Linked DNA regions of Zea mays: region 2 is linked to region 1. Evidence: chromatin contacts called from public Hi-C data. All regions are on one chromosome and are shown on one strand. Each heading gives the region's core, a stretch centred on a gene start, on an enhancer-like site or on the middle of the called end of the contact. The rest is flanking DNA. Distances are from core to core; before and after follow the strand shown. Region 1 holds the start of LOC100194211 (Sigma factor sigB regulation protein rsbQ). Region 2 holds the start of LOC100274949 (zinc-binding protein).

The links. A called contact is a pair of places that touch in the nucleus more often than the background predicts.
Region 2: a contact with region 1 is called in a Hi-C map of leaf, with 3 times the contacts expected there. The contact joins the promoter of LOC100274949 here to the promoter of LOC100194211 in region 1. A contact is called at or near these places in 3 of 25 Hi-C or Micro-C datasets (endosperm and leaf).

What each region holds. Positions count from the first base shown.
Region 1 is chr1:77,323,563-77,328,630 of Zm-B73-REFERENCE-NAM-5.0, forward strand. It overlaps LOC100194211 (Sigma factor sigB regulation protein rsbQ), which reads right to left and starts at 1,905. Exons shown (of 2, transcript NM_001139253.2): 1 at 1,276-1,905. The coding sequence starts at 1,646.
Region 2 is chr1:77,559,384-77,564,010 of Zm-B73-REFERENCE-NAM-5.0, forward strand. LOC100274949 (zinc-binding protein) reads left to right here and starts at 1,835. Exons shown (of 3, transcript NM_001331213.1): 1 at 1,835-2,176; 2 at 2,305-2,345; 3 at 3,918-4,292. The coding sequence starts at 2,104. The coding sequence ends at 4,037.

The DNA.
Region 1 (5,068 bases), core at 655-3,154:
TGAACAGTACCATGCTTTCCCCAAGAAGCAGCCCTAACCCTAGGACGATGGCGCCCAAGCGCTAGGGTCACCACTTGTACTACCTCTGTAACCCTAGTTCCAATAGTTATATAATGATACAAAAAAATTAATGCATTGTTTGTAATACCAAACAACACTAAAATGGTTGGGAAAATTGAATACGAAAATATCATTAGAGATTTTATTTTGAAGAACACTAGAAGAATAATGCTTTCTAAATGAAGATTATGTAACCGATACAATATTTATTCGCCATTATATTATATGTACATGTATACATACTATTACTTAATACTTTTTGCTGCGTTTTGGGCAGGCCACCCAAAATACCCGGAGTCCGGGATGGCCCTGACTGAATTATGGTAACTACCAATTGCCCACTTGTTTAAAATGATCGATCTACAACTAGGACTAGGATTTCAGTTCTGTAAATTTTAGTGACAAGACCAATCGTATGCTAGAGAAAAAAGTAACCTTGCATATATTGTCTACTGCACCTTATCCTTAGTTATTATGACAGCCCTATTTCCTTCTCAACACAACTGTTGAATTTCAGATCCAACAGTAGAACACTCAAATCTGCAACCACATTTAAATTACAGATCATGTTAACAGCTCTGAGTACTTGTAGATGATTGATCACCATCATCCACAAATGTATCACCATCAGGGCGGCCCATGCCGCACCACCTGATTTGGAAAGATTAATCCAATATGCGTTCCTCATGTTCTAAATAGTGCGATGATAAGTGACAGAGCACAGTCACAGCTATCAAAAGTTTTCGAGTATCGATAAGAGTGGATCCTTCCAGAAAAGATGCCCACACGCTACTCTAGGAGGTCCTACTCTAGTCGCAGACACAGAGTGGACCACGAGCCATACATGTTGACAGCCATATACAGTACAGGATTTCTGTTCCACGTCCTTCACAGGGCTCTAATTCCCCGAAACCGAAAAGTTGCCGTCATGGGGACGGGGCTAGGGGGGGCCGTGCTGGTACCTTAGTTCCTAGAGTCTAGAGAGCGTAATATAGCTCAACTCACCAAAATTAAAGCACAACAACAGGGAAATCAGGAGCTGCCACAGTGGATTCGTTCCCCTGTTCCCGATCGTGATAGTATGGATTGTGAGCAGAGCAGGAAGCATAACAATACAGGTAAGAAAAAACAAAGGGGAATTTAGCACGAGCGAGCGAGCGAGCAAGGAAGCAAGCGGGGGGGACTAAATTGAACGAACGAATTGGATAAAGTTACCTTGGGGACGCGGAGAGGAGCACGAGCTTGGTGAAGAGGTCAGGCCTGGAGATGGAGGCGAGCGCGCCGATGACCGCGGAGACGGAGTGGCCGACGTAGATGCAGGAGCGGACGCCGAGCTCCTGGAGGATGGCGAGGAGGTCGAGCGCGTAGCCCTCGAGCGTGGCGTAGCGGGAGAAGTCGAAGTAGTCCGGGTTGGTGGGGCCGGCGCCCATGGTGTCGAAGAGCACGACGCGGTAGTCGGCGACGAGGTGCGGCACCAGGTGCTTCCACACGGACTGGTCGGTGCCGAAGCCGTGCGCCAGCACGATGACCCCGCGCTTCCCCTCGCCCACCACTCGCAGGTTGTGCGCCTCCTCCACGATCCCCATGCCGCGGGGTTGGTTCCTCGTGGGGACGCGCTGGGCGGGAAGGGGAGAGGAGGAAAGACCGGGAGAGGAGGAAAGACGGGGAGCAGAGCAGAGCAGAGCACAGCACAGCCGCGGAAGGGCAGTGAGAAACGGGATTAGTGGCGGGCGTTTTAAGGCGGGGGCGTGGACGGGGAATCTGCCGGTCGGGGAGGGGAACGAACGCGCGCGGACCGGACGGACGCCCCTGCCCGCTGCTGCTGCCTGGGCTTCGGCGACAGGGGTGCTCGCTGACGGACTGGGTCGCTCGGCGGGGCGGTTTGGTGGGGGCGACCGCACCGGACCGGACTGTTGTTGCCACTTGGTAGGTTTCCTCTGCTCGGCCTCGGCGGGCCTTCCCCTGGGGGCCCCACTATTTTAGTTAACGGAATACTAGATGTAGATGGATATCGTATCGCCTATACACCCTGGAGTTGCCATTGCCAGTTTGCCATTACATCCTCTAAAATATCTGCAAATTGCAAATGCGTGCTCGTACGTCGGAGCGTACTGGTTCATTTGAGAGAACCGAGTCAACTGACTTCGCGGATTTCAAACTGAAAACTATGGAAGAAAAAAGGTTAAAACACAAGAAAATAAAGTCCAAAAATCATCAAATTATGCAGATAGCTTGCCTGCCTCATGTAGGTATTACCGAGAGATCCTGTGTGCAAAGGTTTAAGATTTTTGTATGCATCTCATTCCCTAGATCGAGCACGACGATCAACAAAAACCGACCAATCTTAAAGAAAAATACTAAAATGTGGACTTCAGAAAAAGAAAAAAAATAGAGTTTTTAAAGGACCAATTATGCGGGATCGTTCGCTTGGAATTAAAGCCAGTTATTTAAATGTAATTCATAGAGATCAAAACACTATAAAAACAGTAGAAGTCAATAGAGATTAAAGTCAAACGAACATGTTGATGCTTTAGTCTAGCTCTGCTCATCATGTACCCCTATCAGTAGGCGTCTTGGTATCTAGGTTAAAATACCTAATAAAAAATATAGAGAGAGTACATGCCTAACAAACCTCTACATGTTTTTTAGCCATCTTTTAATTCGTCCTCCGGTATTTTAGCCGTTTGATCGAAGTCTCCGTATTCAGTTTTCATCACTAACTACTTCATCCTCACGGTCACCACTCACCACACCGATCACCTTGGTATATACTCAGGACCTGCATATTCATGATTTTTTAAGAGATATATTGCACAACACACACCAACTCAACACCTTATTTAGTCTAAATTCTGTTAGAACCAGCTCCACCAAAGCTTGGCCATCTCACTAGGAAAATCGATCCTCATCCGTGACAACTTATTTAGCTGCATTTATACCCATCATAATTTACATGTGCTAGAGTGAATTGAAGAGAATATGAGTCAATTTTCCATTCCAAAACATATGAATTGAGATGGATTCATATACCATATGTTTGGTTGCCCGCTCGAGCACAACCAGGCTCTGCACACTGTGTTTGGTTGCCTATACGAGACAGACCAGATCTACATATGTTGGTGCAATTCAAGCCAAATCGAGCAGCTTTGGCTGCATCCACGGACGAGCTAGGCTACAACAAGTCAAATGCTGGACATGTAGGGATCCGATCGCGTGGATATGAGTGCAACCAAATAAAGCCTAACATGAACGCATATCCCCACAATACCATCTAGCTCTCTCATGTAATGTGTGCAACATAAGTAGAGATGGTAATGGGCTCCGATCTCTGAATCCCCGTGAGGAATTCTTCCATTAGAAGATGGGGATGAGAAGATTTCTTCTTCGATGGAGATGTAAATAGGAAAAAAATCACCCTCGATAGGTAAACGGGTCGGAGACAAGGAAGCGTTCCTCGTCCTCGTTTCTCGTGGGAACCTAATAAAATTGTACGTGACGATGTTTTCATGTAATAGTTAATAATAAAAATAAATAATTACCATGTCAAAGATCATTTATTGTACAAATGTGTTCATTTTGATGTACACATAATGGTTTCTTACATCTAACAATGTGTATAAGTACAATCTTTTGTATTAATAATAAAGGAAGTATGTCATAATTATAATTTAAGCAGGACAGGTCTTCGTGGAAAACAGATATAGAAAGAAATGTCCCTTCGAGTGTTCATAGGGATCTCCGTGGGGAGTTTTTTTCATCGCCAAGACGGAGATAGTGAGCTTTGCCATTACTAAGCGTAAGCCTACAGAGGCGATTCCAGGGAGGGGCAGAGGGGGACAACGTCCCCCCTAATCCTCCCCAAATTCCATAGGAGCTACTACTTTTTTAGCTAATCACCATATAAATAATATAAAATACCTCTTAATAGCCCCACCCCCTCAAACTCAAATTCTGGCTTCGCCCCTGTAAACCTAGTTAAAGTTATACATATTCAATTGAGTGTCCATTATTTTAGTTGAAAAGTTATAAATGTATGGTATATAATGTGTAGATGTATAAAAAATGAAAATCAAACTAAATTATAGGCTCTTATGAAGCAATAAACTCAAAACAAACAATCGTGCAAAGAAAAAATAAGAAATTATTAAACTATATAACAAATATGTTTTCTTTTTATCATTTGAAAATTTTAAAAACACATACCTTCTAAATCCCGGGCCAGCATATGGCCATGTCGAACTCCCTGTCACCGGTCACCTGATGTAGACCTTCTTACTTCGACCCAAATGTGATGCCACCTCATCTTCTAAACTAGTTTACTTATTTCAAACTTAAAATTCATCTATATGGCATATTTTTTTATGGGGAAATGAGTGACAAGCGCCTACTAATAATTAGTATTCTATCTACACAAGCATAAAGAATCAAGAGTTTAAAATTTATACTATTATAAGGGACTCTAAGTAAACAAGCACCTGCTAATAATTAGTACTCAATGTAAGAATCGTTTTTGTGGAAATCGTCCGAAATCAACGTACAAACATAATCGGCCAAGTCGTCGCGATAGAAGTAATCTGTTATTTTTTTTAATCCTAAACAATATAGACTCTTTCATTTTTCTCCGCAGGTAATATCGATGATACTTAGATTCTCGTAGCCCCTCGATGGAATTGCATCCTTTTCATGGTACACGTAGACAGAAATTCACAAACTAGCTAGTCAGCAGTAGTACTAGTGGCATATTGAGGGAAAGAAAGGTTAGGTGGCCGGTGACAGCCGGACGGGTACTTTAGCCTTTCGTTGTCAGTCCTTTGCATTTGTGCCTGTGAGCGAACGGTTGGGATAATGCATGTGATTAGCGACCGGCCGGGAGAGGGAGACAGGCGTATGCTGGGGTGTACGTGGGGCCACGTTGATGAGCAAGTGATGTGTTTGTCTCGGGTCTTAATGCCTGACAGCGACTTAATTAATCCATGGGCATGAGCTGGTGTATCTGTACTGTACAGCC
Region 2 (4,627 bases), core at 585-3,084, 240 kb after region 1:
GTGATCTTAGTGTCTTGTGTGAGTTGCTAATCCCTCCCTTACTCCGTGCTTCTTTGTGAACTTCAAGTGTAAGGGCGAGAGGCTCCAAGTTGTGGAGATTCCTCGCAAACGGGATTAAGAAAAGCAAGCAAAACACTGTGGTATTCAAGTGGGTCTTTGGACCGCTTGAGAGGGGTTGATTGCAACCCTCGTCCGTTGGGACGCCACAACGTGGAGTAGGCAAGTGTTGTCTTGGCCGAACCACGGGATAACCACCGTGCCATCTCTGTGATTGATATCTTTGTGGTTATTGTGTTTTGTTGAAGACTCCTCTCTAGCCACTTGGCGATTATTGTGCTAACACTTAACCAAGTTTTTGTGGCTTAAGTTTCAAGTGTTACAGGATCACCTATTCACCCCCCTCTAGGTGCTCTCAGGTATCGGGTCGCGGGTACCCATTGCCATCTCTAGATTGGTGGATGAACATACGAGAGCACGCGAGGGTTTAGAGTGGTTCGGGCCGCCGGAGCGTAATACCCTACTCCACTGTGTGATGTATTGCTTGAGAGCTTGTATGAACTTGTGAGTGTTTAAGAGAGCCTAGGGTTGGATCTGCCTTGCAACGTCGCATGCCTCCCCTTTTATAGCTGAAGGGGGGCATACACAAAGGTACCGAGCCCCGACATGTGGGCCTAGGGACATAACGAATATAGCGCTTGGAGCCACAAATGCATGCTGCTGGGTCATTCTTCTTGGGCCCCGACATCCGAGATCTGCGTATCCTTGGCGTGCAGGGGAAGCTTCTTGCAGAAGGGATAACGAGCACAGTCCGCTGCATGGCATGGGCGCGCTGTTTGATGGTAGATTGGACAGGCACGCCGTCTGACACCGTCTGCCAGCGGAGAGGACTGGACGCATTAAATGCCGAGAGGGCACATCGTTCGTTGGTTTGGTAGCAGGCGACACGTCCTTTCTGCAATAAATGCAGTGGCTGCGCGGCTCCAGTAGCCCGACGTCAGACTCCTCCCGTCGGCTTACATCATGGGCCACAAGCCATGCGGCAGTAGCGGGTCCCTGCCTTGGTGGGGAGCGCGGTGCAAGCTCTGGACACATGCCAGCACCGGACCCCTTCCAGGGCAGGGCCCGGGTATTTCCTGCCCCAGGGTCCGGGACTCGGTGGTGAACCGTCCGAACCTCACTCGGAAGGGTCCGGGATCTGTCCCGGAGGCCCGCTCGCCATGCACGGGGTCCGGTGCTTCCCACGTAGCAGGTCCAGACCTGCTGCGTACATCTGGAGCACATCCTTTCCCTTGGCCACATGGCGACCCCCAAGGCGACTGAGATTGCGCGACGGTGAGCCGTTTACCACGCAACCATAGACTTCACTGCCGGCACAACGTCTTTTCCTTGTAACAGGGGTACCCCTGTTTCAAGGTACCGACAATATTAGTATTTGGTTTAAAACCTACTGTTTGTGTAATATATCATTTAATAGACTTCAATCTTTATGAGTATGGATGATTTGATGGATGACTTTGATCCACATGTATATGGGAATTTAAACCCACACATCTACTTGGGTGACCCGATTTGGGTGACCCGACCGAATTGTTTTTTTTTGTCGTGGGTTTGTGTGATAGCAATATCATGTGGGAATTTATCGATTCCCATCTCTAGTCAGCCAAATTTAGACCTTAATAAGGTGAGGAGGAGACATGATCTGTATTTCGTACAACATAAGTTCTTTTTAAATTAAAATCTATTTGGTGAAACAAAATCTTGTGGCTAAAAGATGCCTTCCCTTGGTGCTTTGGCTTAGCATTTCCCCGTACTACCGTGTATGGTATGGCAACCCCTGTCGGTTAATAGTTCCTCGCGGCTGGATTGACGGCCCAGATCTCCTCAAGAGCGCGTTCCCGGCACGGCACCGACGGCGACGGGCACGGCCTCGAATTAAAAACTGCCGTTGGGCGACTCCGCGTGGCCCACGGATCCACCGGAGAGATCTGGTCTGCCATTCCCTCGCTCCTTCCCGTGAACCACAAACCTAACGCGGAGCGGCGCGGGCCGGCCGCCGGGCGAGGTGCGCGTAGCTGCCGTCGATTGTCGCCGGATCCATCCACCATGGGCGGTGGCAACGGCCAGAAGTCCAAGATGGCCCGCGAGCGCAACTTGGAGAAGAACAAGGGGGCCAAGGGTGCGCGCCTCTTTTCTCTCTTCCTTCAACGACCCCCCTTCCGCTTCTTGGATGCTATGTGTTCTCTTCGAGCCATTGCTCTGGGAGGGCGCTCCGATCTGATGGATCTGCGTGTTTCCGCTGTGCAGGGAGCCAGCTCGAGACCAACAAGAAGGCCATGAGCATCCAGGTACCCTGTCTAGATCCGTGTTTTTGCTCTTACGTTTTGGTGTCATTTGGTGGAATTTCTTGATGGATTGGTGGTAGGGTATGTTATGCTCATAGAATCCGCTGGATTAGGGACTGTATCTGTATTAGATGAGAGTTTCTTTTCCACGGTTAGGATCAGTTGTGAATTTTTTCTGTGGGAGATACTACGAGCGATGTAAGTTTCAATAGTGCTATGTGGCTATTGGTTTGTACTGCTCGAATTTGGAGGCTAGAAACAAGGTATGCATATGATGTATCTTTAGGGGGTGTTTGGTTTTAGAGACTAATTTTTAGTTCCTCCAAATTATTCTACTTTAGTCACTAAATTGTCAAATATGGAAACTAAAATAGAGTTATAGTTTCCATATTTTGCAATTTATAGATTAAAGTGGAATAAAATTGAGGGACTAAAAATTAGTCCCTAGTAACCAAACACTACCTTATACATGGCAAAGAACATAACCAGTCATAATGTCATGCTTTCCCTTAATGGGGCTTCTCCGATCAGTCAAGCAGGCAACACTGTTTATGTGCCTAGTTTTATTTGCAGCCCAATCTTAGGGCATGTTTGGATACCATGTGCTAACTTTTAGCTCAAAATAGCCACAGTGCATCGGGAGAGGAGGGCTCATACTAATAGGTGGCGAATTTCTTAGCCAAGTCCTGAACTAGTTGTCATCCTACTAGCGAACCATAGCTAATTTTTAGCCCCAACTACTAACTATCCATGTGTTTCCAAGCAGATCCTTATGTTTGTTCATTGGGTACCAGTCCAGGGGTTGGCTTAGCTTGTGCTTACTGCCTTGTTTACAAATATGCTTATTTATAATTTATTATGTCGATTGATGGAAAATCAGTTATCTGTAGCGAAACTTGGCTTTAGAAATGTCACTACTGTACTAACCCTAACTATTGCCCATGAAAAACGACTTAGTCTGTTTGGTTTGCCTGTGCAAACTGTTCTACATCAGGCACTGGACTCCCATCCAATGCTTGGAATTGGAATTCGAACTGAACCTTGACTGTGCTCTATTTTCTTCTCTAGGCAAAACACCAACTGTCTCCGCTTTTCTGAACTGTTTGATGTTTTGAATCTATTTGGGGCTTCAACTTATTTCAGTGTTATGGATCCCTAAACTCATCAAACTGTAGATGAGTCTAAATTTAGTTTAAGTGTGCCACTTAGAAGTCCAAAATCTCATTAATCCATGTGTGCTTGCCTACATGACTGCCTCAACTTGGCATATTTTAACTCGTTTAGTCACACATTTGGGCCTATAATTGCATTTTAGTAGTTAGGGGACATTAGATAGCACCATGATGGAACACTGTTTAGCACCAGTAGTTCCATGCAATCGACATAATAAATTATAAATAAGCATATTTGTTGGAGTTCGCGTTTAATAGAGGAGTTCGGAATTTCTAGATGTACTGATACCGTGGAACACTGAAGTAATTCTGCAAGTTTCTAGTCTCGGTTGCATGTTTTCACAAGCTAGCGCCTGAAGTATCTTACTGATTCGGATTCGTTTTGGCTAACCCCTGAACACAGTGCAAAGTGTGCATGCAAACATTCATGTGTACCACGACTGAAGTGAAGTGCCGGGAGCACGCCGAGGCCAAGCATCCCAAGACAGACGTGTACCAGTGCTTCCCCCATCTGAAGAAGTGAAAGGCCTGAACTTAGCAACCAGTGCTGGTTTGGTCACTACGATCGGGCCAGGGGGCGTTCCTTGTGTTGAGGGTGTTCATTCCGTGTTATCTTCCCGTCAGTCATGCGTCCTGTCCTATGTTAACCTACATAAGAAAGCGATGTGGTGTCCACTTCTAGTGAAACTACTGTCTGCTGTTAAAACCTGGTTGGTTTCAGAACGATGATTTTCGTGTGCAAAACAGATTACTGGTCCGTGGGAGTTGGGCCAGTTTGCATTGTCTTAGTATGTGCCTCCTGCCCAGCGCAAGAATTCCTTTGCAAATACAATTTTTCGTAGTTTTAGATATCCCTGAGGCCTTGTTCGTTTGTGCCGGATTGGTGGGTTGGAACGAATTCTAACCGGATTGTTTCTCTAATTTATATAAACTTTGATTAGCGGGAATAATTCCGGGTGCAATTCGACACAAACGAACAAGGTCTGACCTTAGTAGTATTCCATAAACATGCATGTGTGTTATGATGTCAGTTATGTACTTTTCCAAATAGCTTATTAGTCCATAAACGTGACACGTTTGAGCTAGAGAAAAAAGGGCCTTTTGAAGAGCCTC